Regions from separate parts of the Mus musculus genome. Here region 2 is linked to region 1. The links are chromatin contacts, called in public HiChIP or PLAC-seq maps. All regions are on one chromosome and are shown on one strand. The core of a region is the stretch at or near the end of the contact, and the rest is flanking DNA. Distances in the headings are between cores, read along the strand shown. Region 1 holds the start of Usp18 (ubiquitin specific peptidase 18). Region 2 holds the start of Clec4d (C-type lectin domain family 4, member d).

The links. HiChIP or PLAC-seq counts read pairs in DNA pulled down with a chosen protein or histone mark.
Region 2: an H3K27ac HiChIP or PLAC-seq map of bone marrow-derived dendritic cells shows a contact between it and region 1, with 5 times the contacts expected there. The contact joins the promoter of Clec4d here to the promoter of Usp18 in region 1. A contact is called at or near these places in 1 of 39 promoter capture datasets (hippocampal neurons) and 1 of 115 datasets of contacts at active chromatin or transcription factors (bone marrow-derived dendritic cells).

The regions. Positions count from the first base shown.
Region 1 is chr6:121,244,496-121,247,618 of GRCm38.p6, forward strand. It overlaps Usp18 (ubiquitin specific peptidase 18), which reads left to right and starts at 1,411. Exons shown (of 11, transcript NM_011909.2): 1 at 1,411-1,567.
Region 2 is chr6:123,260,606-123,263,728 of GRCm38.p6, forward strand. It overlaps Clec4d (C-type lectin domain family 4, member d), which reads left to right and starts at 1,502. Exons shown (of 6, transcript NM_010819.4): 1 at 1,502-1,757. The coding sequence starts at 1,730.

The sequences.
Region 1 (3,123 bases), core at 161-2,660:
TAATCACCACTGGGAACAAATACAGTTTGTTCCCTAGAACTCTACAGGTACGATATATTGATCAAACTATCACATTTTATAACATCCTCTTTTCATCCTCCCCCCCCCCCCCACCAGTTTTTGATGTTCCTGTTTTTGGATACAACCAAACAGATAGAAGAAGAAGAAGAAGGAGAAGAAGAAGAAGAAGAAGAAGAAGAAGAAGAAGAGGAAGAAGCTGGTCACATAATTGATTGATTTGCAAATGTATTGGAGACTTAATGTATTTGTCCATGATATGTGCAGATGCCACATTGTCTACCTCAACCACTGATCAAGAGACTTTGTTTTACCCTGAGGGCCATACCCCACTTTCTATTTCCAAACATGGACATCTTGGTTTATTTTCAACAGCTGTGTATAACTCATGCTTCACACACACACACACACACACACACACACACACACACACACACACACACACACACACACTATAGGCAGGCAGACATATTTGTATATCTTACGTTGAACTACAATAGCAAAACAGAATATAGACTCTTCCAGATTTCATAAAGTCCTGGTAGCTTTCGATTAGGGGTATGTATCTCTCTGTCATCTTTGTCCAGTGCTGGGGGTAGGGAGTGGAGGACCCCTCTCAGAACAAGCGCATGGGGAAACCTCATTCTGACTAGCCCAGCAGCTAACAGATCCCCCTCTCCCTCAACTTATAGCCTCATATACAAGATACATCTGTAAAGAGCTAGCAAGCATTTCATGTATGTACATCCCAGAGCCTCCAAACCCGGCTCGGCTTAGACTGTATTTGTTCCTCGCAGAGCTGTACCTTCATGGCCACCTCGTGTGCTAACTGCAATGGTCTGCTATTTTCCACAAATGGTGGGACTGGTCAGAGGTCCCGTTAGAATGTTGCTTTCAGCACTTAGCCATTTGTCGTCCTGAGTTAGTCATAACCTCTTTGATAAAATAAAAACATTTTATCCTATAGAATTGGGGTTAAACGTAGAGGCACAAAAGAACATTGTGCAGATAAACTTATCTTCAGTGTTTAAGGATAAGCCTGGCAATTAACAGAGATGAAGTAAATGTTATCGCTGTCTCCTTACCCCCTGGGGACAGCCTCAGCAAGGGAGTTATCTGCTGCTGGCTTTCAGAGCAGAAGGTACAGCAACTGGGAGTATTTCCAATCTTAACATTGCAGATGAAAAAAGAGAGCGTATCCAGGAGTTACCGGGCCAGGTCCGGCTTGTCGTGTCCTGGTGTAGGCGACTGGACTGCGGGTTCTGTAGGGGCGCGTACAACCGCTCCGCCCGCCCGCCCGGTGCCTGAGTTTCGCTTTCCTTTGGATCTAGGGGAAAACGAAAGCTTGGCGGTGAGGGGGGCGTGGCCAGGCGTGCAGAAGGCTTGGCCGGCAGTGCCAGGGCGGCTGTGCCTAGGGGACAGCAGACACTCCTGAGCTGAGAGGCTGGGAGGCAGCAAGACTGCTCTGCTCCGCGGTGCCGCGTCCTCTTCTGTAGCCCTTTGCAGATGCTGCTCGGTCTTCGCTCTTTGGCTTGACTCCGTGCTTGAGGCAAGTTTGGGGCTAACTTTGAAAGTGTCCTTTATCCGCCAGAACTTTGCTTATACATCTCCAGATGATTAGGAATTTCCTTGGGTTCTGCAAATAGTGGCGGTCTGTATTCTTGGCATGTATATACTGGGCCAATGGATTTGCTTCCCAAGCATTTATATTATTCAGACTGTAGTCGTGATTTATGTTTAATTTAAAAAAGTAATTACCAAAGTGGCTTGTTAAAAATTCAAACAATGCAGACAGATGTGTAGAGTTGTTTCTCTTAATTTGCAACTCAGTATCATTTTTATGTATACTTTATCAGAAACATTTCTAATGGATATCTTTAACATTGCTCTGTGTCTTGCTTCTTGTTCTGTGCCTTTCTAGACCAGTATTTTAACTGATGCGTTGTATGAGAAGTGCGGATTTAGTTAAATAATTCATGGACATTTAGGTTCGGTCCTGTTTTTCCTGGGATAGACGTTTTATCAACAAATATCATTTTTATGCTCTTGTGCAAATACTCAGTCACACGTTAGGAGAAACTCCTAAAATAGAAACCAGCGGACTGAGAAACCGGAGAGATTTTTGTCCAGTATCATAAGTCAGGGTGCTTTAGACCTGTTCCCTGGCCTGTTTTTCCATCTTCTGTAAAGAAAGCTAAATATACCTTTAAGAAAAAACAACAACAAAAACCAAACAAACAAAAAAACACAACCTCCCCCAACTCCCCTGGAAGTCCAAGTTTGTGGTGTTTCAAAATTACAACTTAACTTCATACTTAATATCTTTAGAATTAACTCAAAAAGTGAGGCAAATATTTCAGAACATTTTTAGAATGTTTCCTGTGAAGTGTCCTTTGTGTGTTTGAATACCGTCACCTCCTTTGTTCATAAGAACTAACTGGGCAGAAAGTGGCGTAGCAGATGAGGTGTATGCTCCCTTCTGACTCACTACGCACTAGCAGAAGACTTTAAAAAGAGAGAGAGCTTTTTGCTTGCTCTCTCTCTCTCTTTTTCTTCTTCTTTTTTCACTCTGGAAAACCGTGCTTCATGGTCTTGGCACTTTTACGCAACATGATGTTTATAAGGAAGAAAATCACGTTGTCTCCCAATTGAGTGTATCATGTGACTGGGCTGTGGCCAGAGCCCCAATGGGCACATGAAAGGTGTATCAGCATCTCCAGGCTGAGGGCATGTCTAAGGACAGGCTAATGCATATCATCCCACACCGGCCAGAGGAGCCCCAAGTAGTGTGTTAGTCTGGGTTTCCTCTGGAGAGATCTGATTTTGTCTGTTACAGCACCATAGCTCAGAAGAGGCGAGCAGATTGTTAAGAATGAAGGCAACGCCCAGAGCAGTAGTTCATACCTTTAGAAATCCCAGGGATTTTAGCCCTAGGAAGGCTGAACGAGGCAGGGGGAGTAGAGTTTGGATCTGGTGTTTCAGCTCACACTTGTAATCACAGCATTGGAGGGGGCCGAGGCAGGAGTTTTGCTGAGACTCTGAGGCTAGCCTAAGCTACATAGTGAGATCCTATTTAAAAACACCTGTGCGCAAAAGTTTGAGGCC
Region 2 (3,123 bases), core at 252-2,751, 2.0 Mb after region 1:
CATGTTGGCCTTTTCTGTTCTGAGTACAGAATGGACTCATCTGCCCACAATCGCTTGCCTTATAATTTCTTGTATCTGTTATTTAATTTTACAAAAACAAAACACTATATAGCTATACTGGAAATATGTATGTAGTCTTCATTTAAGAAAATAATACATATTTTAATGTGCATAATCATAATTATTTGATGAATGAGATCCATTGAAAACGGATGACATCTATAACATTTATTTATGTTTTATGACATATGAATTATTTATTCTCTGAATAATTGTGAATCCATAGTGAGCCTTATACATTCAAATAATAATCAAATATTTCATTGTCATAATGAAATAAATTATTTTTGTTAACTGAAGTTAAATTTGTTTTTGGAGACCTATCAAGATGTCCATTTTGCCTTTTACCATTTGTAAAGATTTCTTAGCTTAGAATCTGATTTTCAGTTTTGTTTCTGATTTTGTTGCTGCTTCCCCCTTGATAAACTTGCTGTCTGTTATCTAGGAAAATTATGGAATTTAGCCAACAGGCCCATCACTTTGCTAATTTTGACACAAGAATAATACACAATAAGAACTCAGATCTTACTTTCTCCAAGCCTCCTATGACGCTAAGGAAAAAAAAAATCAGGAAAGGTGTTATATGCTGTACAATAGACTTTAAGAAACATTTCTAAGCTGCTGGGTATTTATGATAATTGAGTTCAGACACAACAACAGTGCTATAGATGCATGGTATATATTTATTCTCATGAATATATGGGGGCTATATGTGCAAGGTCTCTTTGTGGTGGGATCCCTTCTCTAAGCTTGGAGAAGGCTGCTCTCTTGCTGTGTCCCAGTATTCTAGAAGGGGTTGGGGAAAGGAGAAGGAGTAAGGAGAGGGTAGAGGAGAGAAGGGACTAGGGAGAGGGGAGAGGAGAGAGGAGAGAAGAGAGAAGAAAGAGGAGAGAGATGAGACGAGGGTGAGAGGAGACAGAGTTCTAAGCATGGTAGTTTTATCATAAGGACTCCCCACTTACGAACTTAGCTAACTCTAGTGACCTCCCTGGGTTCCACCTTTAAACACCAACAGAAGTGTTTATGGCTTCAACGAATAAAGTTTGGAGGAACACAAATGTCCATTCTTTAATAATCCTGTAGGTGGAACCAGAGATCACAATAGTGTCTATCATACAACCTTTTCTTCCTTTGCCGTAACAAGCCTACTTTCACTTACCTGAGAAAATGTTGAAATCTAATCAGTGGCTTCACCAACTTCTTCCTCTGTTCTAAAGCAAAGGATTTCATGTCTTTACATGCACCATGTGCACAAAATCTATGTTAAAAGCTTTGTTCATTGTTATTTTGGACATATTTCATTGAGCTAGAGAACTTTCTAAGCCTCATTTTACCTCAAACTACCTTTGAAAACATGACATATGAGTAGCAAAAACACATTGAGAAATCTTACATGACACACTTCTGGAAGTTTTTACTGGCTTTGGGGTTGCTTTCTCAATTTCCTTTTCCTCTTTGCTCCCTGTGTTCTAGTACATTAGAGGAAACTCTGTTTTTAAGATTTATTCTTTTTCACTTGGCTCTCTTGTACTGAACACTTACTGATCTTACCAGAATAAGACAGATGTATTGATGTCCAATCTTAAATGTTTCTGAAGAGATACTTGTGATGGAAATATACACTCTGGGCAAGAAGTAAAAAGCAGACTGGAATCTCTTGACACACATAATGTGGCTGGAAGAATCCCAAATGAAATGTGAGTCTCTCTCTTTATCTGTCTATCTGTCTATCTGTCTGTCTGTCTGTCTATCTATCTATCTATCTATCTATCTATCTATCTATCTATCTATTTATCTACCTATCTATCAATCATTTATCCACCCATCCACTTCCCCCTCCTACTTTCTTTCTCTTCTCCCCTTCCTTTCTTCCCATGGTCCTCCTCTTCCTCCTTGTCTTTCGCCCCTCTTTCTCTTAACTCTTCCTTCTTCAAGATAAAGTTTTGTTACGTAGCACAGGCTGGTCTTGAATTTTCTGTGTAGCCTGGGATTGCCTCAGACTTGACCTCCTTTCTTCCAACTTTTGAGGGCTGAGTCTTTAGTTGATATGTGATCATGCTCAGCCCTTTTCACATTTAACTAGATTAAGTACTCATGACTATAATTTTAAAATGTGAATTGATGGCAGTGTAAAGATTTAAGAAGAGGGGTATTAGAACACAATGAGGATGGCCTTGATGGAGACAAAGGACATGGCTGATTCCTGGTAAGCTGTGTAACAGATGCTAAGACCAAGGAAAGGAGATCCTAAAATCAGATAGAAGCAAGAGGGGAGATAAAGTATATTTTAAAAAGAAATGAGATAAAATGAAAAGGAGAATTAAATACTTTGGAAGATTCCTTTGACAAGAAGAGAGAAAAATAGTACATAGAACATATAGATGTAGGCTCATAGTATGCCAGAGACTCTCCCTGGTTTCCCGATTGATTTAAAGGATGCTACTGGATCTGCACTGTGAGACTGTGAAATAATGCTTTATTATAGTAATTATATTATATTACTTATAAGCAAGCTATTGATACATCTTTTGGATAAGACATGGCCATTGCAGCCATGAACTCCTAGTAGCTATTGTCACCTGCACAAGACTTGGCATAAGATTAAACTAACAAGATCAGTCAACATTCCAGTAGACAGCACTTAGTGGACTGAGTGGATTACAGAGACAAGGCAGCAAAGGAGAGAACGTGAAAAGGGAAGTGGGAACATGTAGGGGATTCCTGGGGATGGGAGGGGGAGGGTGAGATGGGGGTGGAGCTTGAGGATGGTAATGATCAAGATACAGTGCCTAGATGTTTGAAATTACCAAGTAATAAATAAAAGATGTTATAGTAATAAATACATTGGAAAATGTTAAATTATGCTTACAATTTAAATCTTGCTTAATCTCACCAGTCTACTAGAGCTAACTTCACCAGGACCATGCTCTATCAAAAAACCTGGTTGTTTTGTTTTCTTGTTTGTTTGTGTGTGTGTTTGTGTGTGTGTTCTGCTTGCTTGTTTTTGGTTACTATTTTGTGTTGGAGACTGGAAGCAGTGTCTACCACATGCTAGAGAAGTAA